Linked DNA regions of Mus musculus: regions 1 and 3 are each linked to region 2. Evidence: chromatin contacts called from public HiChIP or PLAC-seq data. All regions are on one chromosome and are shown on one strand. The core of a region is the stretch at or near the end of the contact, and the rest is flanking DNA. Distances in the headings are between cores, read along the strand shown. Region 1 holds the start of 1700034H15Rik (RIKEN cDNA 1700034H15 gene). Region 2 overlaps Ints7 (integrator complex subunit 7). Region 3 overlaps Traf5 (TNF receptor-associated factor 5).

Evidence for each region. HiChIP or PLAC-seq counts read pairs in DNA pulled down with a chosen protein or histone mark.
Region 1: a contact with region 2 is called in an H3K4me3 HiChIP or PLAC-seq map of bone marrow-derived macrophages, with 2.9 times the contacts expected there. The contact joins the promoter of 1700034H15Rik here to the enhancer-like site in region 2. A contact is called at or near these places in 4 of 39 promoter capture datasets (hippocampal neurons, liver, pre-B cells and 1 more), 6 of 484 Hi-C or Micro-C datasets (CD8 T cells, the G1E-ER4 cell line, cortical neurons and 2 more) and 4 of 115 datasets of contacts at active chromatin or transcription factors (astrocytes, bone marrow-derived dendritic cells and bone marrow-derived macrophages).
Region 3: a contact with region 2 is called in an H3K4me3 HiChIP or PLAC-seq map of bone marrow-derived macrophages, with 4 times the contacts expected there. The contact joins two enhancer-like sites. A contact is called at or near these places in 9 of 39 promoter capture datasets (the 3T3-L1 cell line, the HPC-7 cell line, HPC-7-derived erythroid cells and 4 more), 4 of 484 Hi-C or Micro-C datasets (Th1 cells, bone marrow-derived macrophages, granulocyte-monocyte progenitors and 1 more) and 1 of 115 datasets of contacts at active chromatin or transcription factors (bone marrow-derived macrophages).

The regions. Positions count from the first base shown.
Region 1 is chr1:191,905,618-191,909,028 of GRCm38.p6, forward strand. It overlaps 1700034H15Rik (RIKEN cDNA 1700034H15 gene), which reads right to left and starts at 1,910. Exons shown (of 5, transcript NR_030669.1): 1 at 1,443-1,910. It overlaps Slc30a1 (solute carrier family 30 (zinc transporter), member 1), which reads left to right and starts at 1,164. Exons shown (of 2, transcript NM_009579.3): 1 at 1,164-1,996; 2 at 3,234-3,411. The coding sequence starts at 1,390.
Region 2 is chr1:191,590,474-191,594,072 of GRCm38.p6, forward strand. The region is part of intron 4 of Ints7 (integrator complex subunit 7); the gene reads left to right. Among named protein-coding and RNA genes, the nearest start is that of Ints7, 17 kb to the left of the region's middle. Within about 2 kb of position 2,103, at least 68 of the 459 cell types and tissues checked have an H3K27ac peak or open chromatin away from gene starts, as enhancers often do. A contact at or near this core is called in astrocytes, bone marrow-derived macrophages, cortical neurons and 1 more, where this site is marked.
Region 3 is chr1:192,076,982-192,080,633 of GRCm38.p6, forward strand. The region is part of intron 1 of Traf5 (TNF receptor-associated factor 5); the gene reads right to left. Among named protein-coding and RNA genes, the nearest start is that of Traf5, 14 kb to the right of the region's middle. Within about 2 kb of position 1,555, at least 161 of the 459 cell types and tissues checked have an H3K27ac peak or open chromatin away from gene starts, as enhancers often do. A contact at or near this core is called in bone marrow-derived macrophages and granulocyte-monocyte progenitors, where this site is marked.

The DNA.
Region 1 (3,411 bases), core at 660-3,159, 310 kb after region 2:
GTGGGCCATGAATATCTCAATGCAATAGCTGGTACCCAGAGGGTCCTTCGAAAGGCAGGTTTGGCGACTCAACAGAGGCCTCTCTGATGATTATAGCCTCCATTGGGGTGTGGGGGGCTTTACCCACATAGATGTGCACACATCCACTGTTCTCGCTTGGAGGACGAACTCCATAGAGTTTTAGCCAACTCAGCAAGGGTGTTTGGTTCCTCGTGCCTCCCCACCATCTTCTTTTGTATTCTGGTCGCCCCTCCCCCTCCAAACAGCCCACACAAGGGTTCGGAGGTTTAAAAACCTATAAATAGTGTGAAATCACAGAGCCTTGGAATTTTAGCTAGAAGGAAGCAGAAGAGTTCCACTTGCCCAACCCTTCCCTGTATTGATGAAGAAACAGGTGTAGCGAGATTAGGTGACTTGCCCAAGTCACGCAGCAGGCTCCCGCCCCAAGTCAGCACTCCACACTTTAAGAGTGTCAGCGACAAGCTGACTTCACACGGTTGCCCTGGGGAGGGGTGGGGGGTGGCCGTGCGGGTGACCCCTGGATGGAAAGTGTTCCTGAGGCTAAGGTTGTGCTGCTAGCAACCAGTTCCTAACTCAGCTCCTCACTCGGCCGCGGCCGCGCCCCCGCCGCCGTCCGCACAGCCCACACTCCCCGCCCCTCCTGGGCGCCGACCTGTCACCCAGCCGCCCCCACGTGCACCCAGCTCCCAGGATCAAAGTCTGGGGCGGCCGGGCCGGCAAAGGGGAACCGCGGCCCGGAACCCGCACCGCGGGAAGCGGCAACTGCTCACTGCGCCCCAGGGCTCGGCGCCACCGCCCTGCCGCCTGCCCACCGCTGCACGCGGCCCGCGCCCACCCTCCCCCGTACCGCCCGCCGCTGCACCCGGCCGCGGCCCCCGGCCCACGCCCGGCTCCCCAGTGCACAGGCCCCGCCCCCAGCTCCCGCGGCCGCGCCCCGCCCCCTCCCGCCCCTCCGCCGCGCTAGCCAATAGAGGCCGAGGAAGGGCGGGACGCCGGGGCTGTCGTGAGGCAGCTCTGGCCAATGGGGAGGCGAGCCGGGCCTGGGGGGCGGGGCACCGGGGCCTTGTCACGCTCGGGTCCGTGTGAAAACGGGGGTTCCGAGTGCAAAGCAAAGTTTTTTTGTAAACCGTCTGCAAAGGAGGGGGGGCGAAGACGGCGGACGCCTCCGGGCCGAGCGCAGTCGCCGCGGACGCCGTCTCCCGAGCGCTTCGGTCCGATGCTCGGCAGCCCCTCGGCACGCAGTGGCCCGCCGCGCCCTCCGCCTCGCCAGCCCAGCCGAGCGCCGGCGCTTGAGTAGCTGCGCGGCCGGCGGTTTCCCCACAGCGCCGCTCCCGTTCCCGCGTCAGCGCCGAGCCTCAGGCCGCCGCCATGGGCTGCTGGGGCCGCAACCGCGGCCGGCTGCTGTGCATGCTGCTGCTGACCTTCATGTTCATGGTGCTGGAGGTGGTGGTGAGCCGGGTGACCGCGTCGCTCGCCATGCTGTCCGACTCCTTCCACATGCTGTCGGACGTGCTGGCGCTCGTAGTGGCGCTGGTGGCCGAGCGCTTCGCCCGGAGGACTCACGCCACGCAGAAGAACACGTTCGGCTGGATCCGCGCTGAGGTGATGGGCGCACTGGTGAACGCCATCTTCCTCACGGGGCTGTGCTTCGCCATCCTGCTGGAAGCCGTCGAGCGCTTCATCGAGCCGCATGAGATGCAGCAGCCGCTCGTGGTGCTGAGCGTCGGCGTGGCGGGGCTGCTGGTCAACGTGCTGGGGCTCTGTCTGTTCCACCATCACAGCGGCGAGGGCCAGGGCGCGGGCCACGGCCACTCGCACGGCCACGGCCACGGCCACCTCGCCAAGGGCGCGCGCAAGGCGGGCCGCGCGGGGGTCGAGGCGGGCGCGCCGCCGGGCCGGGCGCCGGACCAGGAGGAGACCAACACGCTGGTGGCCAACACCAGCAATTCCAACGGGCTGAAGGCGGACCAGGCAGGTGAGCGCCACAGTGTTCGGGACAGGCGCCCCCTGGCGACCGCGGTGGGTGCCACGCCCCGCGCCCAGGTGCGCGGTGGTTTCGTGCCCACTGAACAAGTTTGATAATGATGTGCTGGGGGTGTGTGGGCCCTGGTTAAAGGCGGCCTTTGTGAACGGGAGTGTGTGTTTCCCTGAACCGACCACCTAATCCGGAAAATCACTGTTTAGGGACCTGCCAAGGCACGTTGCACCCTCACCTCCTCGGGTTGGCATAATGGTGCTCGACCCAGTGGTGATGTATTACTCTCGTGGTTTTAACGAGCGTTTTTCATCTTGAGCACGTGTGCTTGATGGTAATTTGGAAGGTAAGTGTTGAAAAGAAATGAGAAAGAACCTACCACCCTCGATGTTAACATTGTGTGTATCTTCCAGTTTTTCTTGCCACTTGTATCTGGTTAGGTTACTTACGGAGGCAGCTTACCTTCTCCAATGCATAGGAACATGTTTGGAAGTTCAGGTGGTGCGTGGGAAAGGAGAAAGAGAAGCTCCTCAGGTGTGCCCTCTGACGGGAACTTTCAGGTTACTTAGTGATTGTTGACTTCCAACTTTGTTGATAGCTTCAGGTTGTTTTGTTGGTTTGTTTTTGGTTCCTCTAGACGGGTTTCTCAGGATAGCCCTGGCTGTCCTGGAACTCACTCTGTAGGACAGGCCGGCCTCAAACTCACAGATTACCTCCTGCATGTCTCTCTGGGGTCAAGGCCTGCACCCCCAGCAATAGACCCAGGTTGTTGATTTGTCAGTTTGTGAACCCTTCTACAAAGACGCTATGTTTTATGTTCTTGACGATGATTTTACGTTAGAGCTGCTTTTCTCAGTCTGTCTAGTGCCACTGACAGAGACCCTCACATCAGGTTTGTTCCTGTCAGAGGACATCCCTTCAGTGATGCTTACTGATTGCCTAGAGTTTTGTTTCTCTTGTATGTTTCAGAGAGGTGACGCAGTGTTTACACGACCCCATCCCAGCAGTGAGGGCAGGTGAGAGGTGGGAAGGAACAAGGAGCAGTAGCCCAGTGACACAGTGGACTCTCCGCTGTTGGGTACTGGCGGGACCCAGGGCTAGCTCACTGTGGGTTGCTCTCAGCACACTGTCATTGTCACAGCTTTATGAAACAAGTTTAAACTCACTCACTGCCAGACAAGATGTTTCTGTGGACACTTTAAATGTGCTTAGTGAAAATTGTATTGTTTTGTTGTAGAGCCAGAAAAATTGAGAAGTGATGACCCAGTGGATGTACAAGTAAATGGGAATCTCATCCAGGAGTCTGACAATCTGGAAGCGGAAGACAACAGGGCTGGGCAGCTGAATATGCGAGGAGTGTTTCTGCACGTCCTTGGAGATGCCTTGGGCTCCGTGATCGTGGTCGTGAATGCCTT
Region 2 (3,599 bases), core at 853-3,352:
CCAATTCTATTCAGGGCACCAAACAGTCCATACGCAACCTGAGGGCTAAGAAAGGGTCACCTGAGTAAAGTTCTTACGAGTTCAAGCCATATGTGGCAAAAGCATATTTTTCTATAGAGGCATATAAAGGATAGTTAGACATTTAATTGCATAACATTGACAAGCCATAGTGAGTAATTTAAAGTAAACTCAGCTACACCCGAGAGCAACATGAAAACACTCCAAGAAAAACGTCACAAGACACTTGTCTTGTTGTCTTGGAATGTTCCTATAGGCACTCAGAATTCTCCTCATAGGACTCCATTCTTGGACCATGTACCGACAATCCACCATGTCTAGATATTATTCTAAATACTAGTGACAACAACAAAGTCAAAGCTTTGTTAGCACAAATACCATTAACTGTGCTGTTGAAGTAGCCACAGTGGGTGGGCGAGGACTCTCCAGAGAGATGGCTAATGGCCAAAGCTGAGTGCTGAAGAAGTGCCTTCATAGTTCTTCTGTTGAGAGGGGGGGATCTCAGAAGCATCTCTCTGTGTAGCTTAGGCTCGTCTCAAACTTGAGATCCTCCGGCCTTAGTTCCCAATTATTGGGACTGCAGGTGCATGCTGCCACATATGGCCTGCCTTTACACCCTTAAATAAAAAATGTGTTGGTAGATACTTATTTTAGTGTAAAATAGCTTTATAAAAGTGTTTATTTTCCAAAAACAAATTATTTTGTGAGAAAAATAGCCTTAAACATTTTTTTCAAAGATCTTCAAGGCCTGGCTAAAATCTCACTCATCTGCTTTCTCAGTAACATTTTGACTAAAGTGTGTAAAGAAAATCCCATCTCCCACAAGTAGTGGTGGAAAGAAGGGAGGTTTGTGAAGCTGTCTTAGGTTCATGAACGCTTTAATACCTTGTCATTTGGTCTGTTAGGAAGCACTGATGTACTTGTATTACTCAGATCTTGTAAATGTTCCACCTGCATATGAGAGCACCACACCAGTTTAGTCAGAAGGACTTGTAAGCGTTAAACTTTCATGCTCATGGTAAAAAGTTTGTTTGCTGTAATTGTAATTTTTGCTGACAGCTAGAGTACTGTACTTGTTATAAAAGATTCTCAGTAATTTGCCTAATGTTATCAGTTGACTTTAACTCCTCTTCCAAGAAAAATCTTTGGCAAGTAGGGAAGTCTAAGTATCTGTGTCCCAGGAAAGCATACATTTATATCTTATCCCAAACATTTGGACTGGTGCTGTATGTGTTTTTTAAATTGAATACAATGAGTAGTTTCAGTTTTGCTGAGACTGTTGCATACAACTAGCTTGTGTTCTCTCCTTAATATGAGTTTACAGTAATGAAGAACACGTGACCTGGGACAGTTGCTGGCATTGCCTTGGTTCTTGCTACCTCATCCATGTCCTTTTACCAAACATGGTGGATGGATGGGTGGGTGGGTGGGTGGATGGATGATGCCAATGCCATTGTACCTGGATAAGCCATGAGACTGAAGCAAATGTTACTTAACACAAAATGTGTTTGTTGTCAAGAGTTCATGTAAAAGAAAACATTCTGTAATTAGGTGGAACTGTTGCAAACCCCTCACCGCAGTCAGACACGGGCAGTGCTTGATCTCCTCACTGACTGCAGTCGGTGCGGGCGGCATGAGCTGGCAGCCCCTCAGTTCAAGTGTGTTCTTGCTTGGCTGAGGCACTGTGCCAATTAACCGTGACTGATTCTATGTGCACATATGTGCCTGGAGCCCACAGAGGCCAGAAGAGATCATTGGATCTCCTGCAACTAGAGATATAGGTGGTTGTAAGCTGCTGGATGGGTCCTGGGAACCAACCCTGGGTCTTGTGCAGTAGGAGCCAGTGCTTTCAAGCACTGAGCTGTTTGTAAGGAGCACAGCTGCCTGTTGCTAAAACACTCAGCCCTACTCTTTGAATTCCAGCTCATAGTCTCAAAATAGTCGTTGAAATGTCATTGGCATCTTAGTTCTTTGTGAAAGAGTTTTGTTGAGTAAGACAGGAAGTTAGTGTCTTTACAAGGAAAACAGTACATTAGCGTCTGCACTGCAAGGAATCGTGTGCTCACAGTCTTGGTTTTTCCTCCTTGCAGCTTTGTAATTCTTTAGACTGAGTCAGGAATTCCATCTTTTTAGCATCTCGTCATCTTACATAACCACAGGCTGAGGAAATAAGTCTTTCACTTTCAAAGCAATGATCTTCCCGGAAGGATAACGAAAATGCATTTTCTTACTTCTTTTTATAAGAAGGTATTGCACAAATAAAAGTTTGAGAAAATTTTCAGTTTTACTGCAAAGCAAGGCAAGGTGTGCTCACGCTGTGGGTTCTCCCTGGAGGGCTAGGCAGTGCCTGCTGGTCCTGGAGGGCCCGGGGGAGCTGACAGCTGAAGTATTGCAATTATGAGGAGCCGTTGAGCTCACTGCACTTGCTCGCAGAGCCTGGGTGAGCAAGGGCTTGTTGACAGCAGTGTGTAGCACCTTTGGGGCCACACCGAAAAGTCTTCATCCAGCATGTATAATGGCTTCCCCATACCTTCAGATGGAGTTCCCTTCCCCTAGTCTTCTCCCCACATGTACTGTAGCCCCTCCCAAGGCCACATGCAATTAAGACAGACTTGCATATGACTGATTGGGAGTGGTGGCTGGATACTCAGGTAAGCGTGCCATGGCCCTCCGTGTCCCTCATTTCTATGAGGGGACAGAGTCAGTCAGTAAGTCCAGGTGTGGTCTTTGGAAGCAAGCACAGCTAAATTCATGAAGATGGCAGCTCTTTCTTTAGCTTGATCGATAGTGCTGTACAACTTCTTATGATCTGCAATCACACAGGGAACTTTGTGATCTCAAAGTCTGGCTGATAGGGAGGGTATGCAGATTAAGATAGGTGGTCTAAGATAATGCAAGTATACTAGAGGAACTCAGCCCACTGGGTCAATCATACTCATATTTATATGTCAAACTCGTCATCTAGGACCTTTCTAGGACCAGGATATAGCTTATTAGTATAAGGCTTGCTCAGTGTGTGCAGAGGCCTAGATTTGATTCCCAGTACTACAAAAAACCACAAAGAAAATCTAGAAAACAGAAGAAAGCACATTGCATTAGCTGTCAAGAGGTGAAGTCTTCATTGTCTGGTGTATAGAGAACTCTCATTGACTTGAAATGGACAGAATATATCTTAGCAGCTGGGAATACTTTATTTAGACTTGTAATGAATTGCAAATCGTACTTTATGTCCTGCACATCACTTAGTTTTGCTGTGTAAAGCACGTTATGTAACATTTTATTCTAGATGTTCATGTTATTAAGTTTTTTTGGTATTGAGTGATGTTTCTGTTAGAATCAAAAAACTGTGTCTTGAAACAGCTCCTTTAGGCAGTTTGGGAAATGAAGAGTCAGTCTGTATTTGCTTGCATCTCAGATCCTTCCATACTAGGGCCTATCTGTTGTCCATATGTTCAGAGCTTGTGTTACGGGGCATCCGCAGGCGTGTGTGGAGTGGGGACCTTGGTTCTTGCTAAGTCTCAGGCTGATCCAGCAGGCACACTGGTCAGCATCTTTCCCTCAGGCAAGCCTGGAAAAGTACT
Region 3 (3,652 bases), core at 305-2,804, 490 kb after region 2:
GTCCACTGTCCTCCAGGCCCTACAAGGGTAGGATTCTACAGAAAATGATAAGCTACAATAGCCCAGTGGTAAGTGCTACCAAGAGAGACTTCAATGTAGGACCACTGGAGCCTGGTTGAAACTTCACAAAAGTTGTTGAAATGTCTCTGCTGAGCTCACAAAGCAGTTAAACTGGACTGAAGGTGGCATTTTATGGATGAAAACACAAAGAAATTTCCCAGAGGGCATGGCACAAGTTTGAGATTGGTTAATAATCAACTGTACTCAGTTGTGAAATGAATGGAATGGAGCAGTCACTTGCTGCATGCCCACATCCATCCTAGACTCTTCCTTTGCTGGGGTCTGTACCAGGAGGTGGGTGAGATGAGAACAGGCCCTGGCTCCAGGAAAAGAACAATAAATGGGGGCAGAGACACAGGATGGGAAGGAAACCAAGGGTGTGTGCAGGAGGCTTTCCAGGGCTGGCTGCTTTCCAGACCATCTCAGTGGGATGGGTGAACTATGAGTCAAACCAGCTGACAACCTACATTTCTGGGACCAGAGTAAGTCACATAGTGCTGTTGGTAAAGTGTTTGCTTTGCAAGCATGAAGACATGAGTTCACTTCCCCAGAACCCACATATTAAAGCCAGGCATGGTGGTGTACACTTGTAATCCCAGCACTAGGGAGGTGGAGACAGCAGGAGCCCCGGGCCTCACTGGCCAGCCAGCCTAGACTACTTGGCAAGTTCCAGGTCAGTAAGAGACCCTGTCTCAAAACAGCAAAGTTGATATCATCTGAGGAGAGAAACCTGAGATTGTCCTCTGCTCTTTGCATGAGTGTGCACACATGCACATATACACGACTGCACCAATGAACACACATGTGCACACAAAATTATCAGAGGAACTCATGATTCCTCAGTCATATATTCTTATCTGTTTTCATCGTCCAAGGTCATGTGTCCTTTGTAATATCAAGGTCTGATTTAAAAGCTGTCCAAGGATCTCCCAGCATATGACTGTGAGATACACAGGTAGACATGCATTTTATGTGCAATTCATGTCATGAGAATTTCACTTCATAAAATAAGACATGATGCTAAGAATAGCAGGAAGTTCCAGTAAAGGTATAAATTTGATCAACTAAAACTAATTTAATCTCCTATAGTCATCTGTGACTGTTTTCTAGACCCTAGATCCCCATTAGCAACGAGTGGGTTAGATGTAATCTCACCTAGGCTCGTGGAGAAGCCGGCGCCTTCCCACCAGGTCCTCTGTAGGGCAGTGTTCTAGTCAGGGCTTCTACTGCTATGGTAAAACACTATGACCAAAAGCAACTTGTGAAGGAAAGGGTTCATTTCAGCTCATAGCCCCACATCACTGTCTGTCTCTGAGGGAGTCACTGAGCCTGGCTGAGGCTCTTCCAAAGCTTCTTTCAATGGCAGTGAAGAGCCTTCCTCTGAGATGCAGAAGCAGTTCCCGCAGGCAGGGCTCTGCTCTAACCCCATCCTCAGCTAGAACCAACACAAACTCTCTGTTCTCCACAGAGCTGAACAGGAAGGCCCTGCAAGGCAGGGGTCCCTCCCACAGCAGCCCAGATGAGATGAGACAAGGCCAGCGTTGGGGAGGAAGAATGACGAGCCAGGAGGGTGGGACTTTAGTTCCTCAGAGAAGTGTGATTTCTCTCTGGCTGGCCAGGAAGCCTCTAGTTCCTCATTTCCAACAGCTTACCAGACAGGGTTGCAGGGCAGCTCTAGAGCTACTACCCACACTTGTCCTGAGCCATGCCTGCCTTTGTCCCCTAGTTGGGAGGGATGATTCTGGGGAACACTGTCTTCTCTCAAGTCAGCCACAGCCAACCAGGGATATTTTTAAGTCTCCAGGAAGTCACAACAAAGCTTTCCCCTCAAAGGCCTGCTTGACTCCAGAGCTTTGAGCCTCAACTCTGTGTCCTCACTGTCTACAAACTTCTCCTGGGACAGCCATCTTTTATTACACCCCACCCACAGAGCCAGCAGTACCTGACTGAAAGCACTCAATTGGTGTTTGGTGAATAAGGTCAAGGAGAATAAGGGGAGGGGTAGGGGCCTCACATGACGTCGTGGTGCAAAGGGGCTGCTGGATGCAGGGCAGGACAGGTCCAGCTGAGGGGGACTTTAGAAAAACATGCATGGACCCCAGGTGCTAGAACTATGTGGTAGGAGGCAATGTCTACCTGTGGCTTGCTACCTCACACACCTAGCTTGTTTTAATCCTGACATTCCTGTGGCATACATATTACCATCATTCCCATTTTTCAAAGGAGGAAACTGAGGCTTGGAGGGATCCTACTTCAGGAAGTGGTCAATGCCCCTGAGGAATCAGCAGGAGCCACAGTCACTCCAGGCCCCTGCTTCCTCCCGGCCCACAGGGAGGCAGTGTATGTGGGTGGCACCCCATGGGTTCTGGGGTGGACCAGTCTGGATTCAAATTTTGGTTTTACACTGCATAGTCTTATGAACTCAGGCAAGTTACTTTGTCCCTAGGCCTCTCTGTTTCACACAATAATTAATAGTGACAGTGTAGCAACCTTGTAGGACTTCTGAAGAGAAAATAACACGATGTGCAAAGAGATGGCTGGCCTGCTAACTGCTTTTGTAAATACAGTTTTATCAGAGTGTAGCTGGGTTAATTTGTTTGCAGATGTTACCATGGCAGAGCTGAGCAAGCTAACTTGAGATTGCAGGGCAGCACACATCCTATAACAGTGACTATCTTCTCCCTAAGGGAAAAGCCAACTGACCCATGTATGTCTACATGAAAAGCGTTAGGAGGTGGGGAGGGGCACAGAATGCACTGCAAGGGCTCTGAAGATTATGAAGTATGTGCAACCCCACCCCCACTGGCTATCTCCCCTCATTCTCAGGATAATATGTCTACCTGACATGTCCAGCTGCCAGGTTCAGGAATCAAAAGTGAATAAGAGGGGCTGGAGAGATGATGCAATGCTTAAGAGCATTGGCTGCTCCTGCAGAGGGCTCAGGTTTGAATCCCACTACCCACATGATAGCTCACAACCATCTATAACTTCAGTTCCAAGGGATCTGACACCCTCTTCTGACCTCTATAGGAACTGTACACACACATGGTACTCAGATACACATTTGAAAAAAACACTTATAAATCAATCAATCAATCAATCAGCCAACCAATCAATCTTTAAAAAGGAAAAACCAAAACCAAAACCAAAACCAACTGACATATGAGTGAGCTTTTCATCTGGTACCTGCTGCCACCCCTAAATGAGTCCAAGGACTGCTCTCTGCATCTAGCTCCCTTCAGTTAGCTGTTTCCCTTCAACCCAGAGCTGTGGGGTGTGTGTGTGTGTGTGTGTGTGTGTGTGTGTGTGGTGGGCATGTGTGTATGCGTGTGTTGTGCATGTGTGTGTGTGCAGGTGAGTCCTGTCCTCAGGCCAACCTCAGATTAGTAGCACCCCAGCCACACAGTCCACCATTTTTCCCTCCCTAGCATCAGGTACACCTGTACCCACACGTGTGCAGGCATATACAGTGTGTGTGTGTGTGTCCATGTGTGTGTTTGTGCTTGTGTGACATGTGTGTGGTATTTATGTGTGTATGTTTGTGTGGTATATGTGTGTGTATATATATATATATATATATATATATATATAT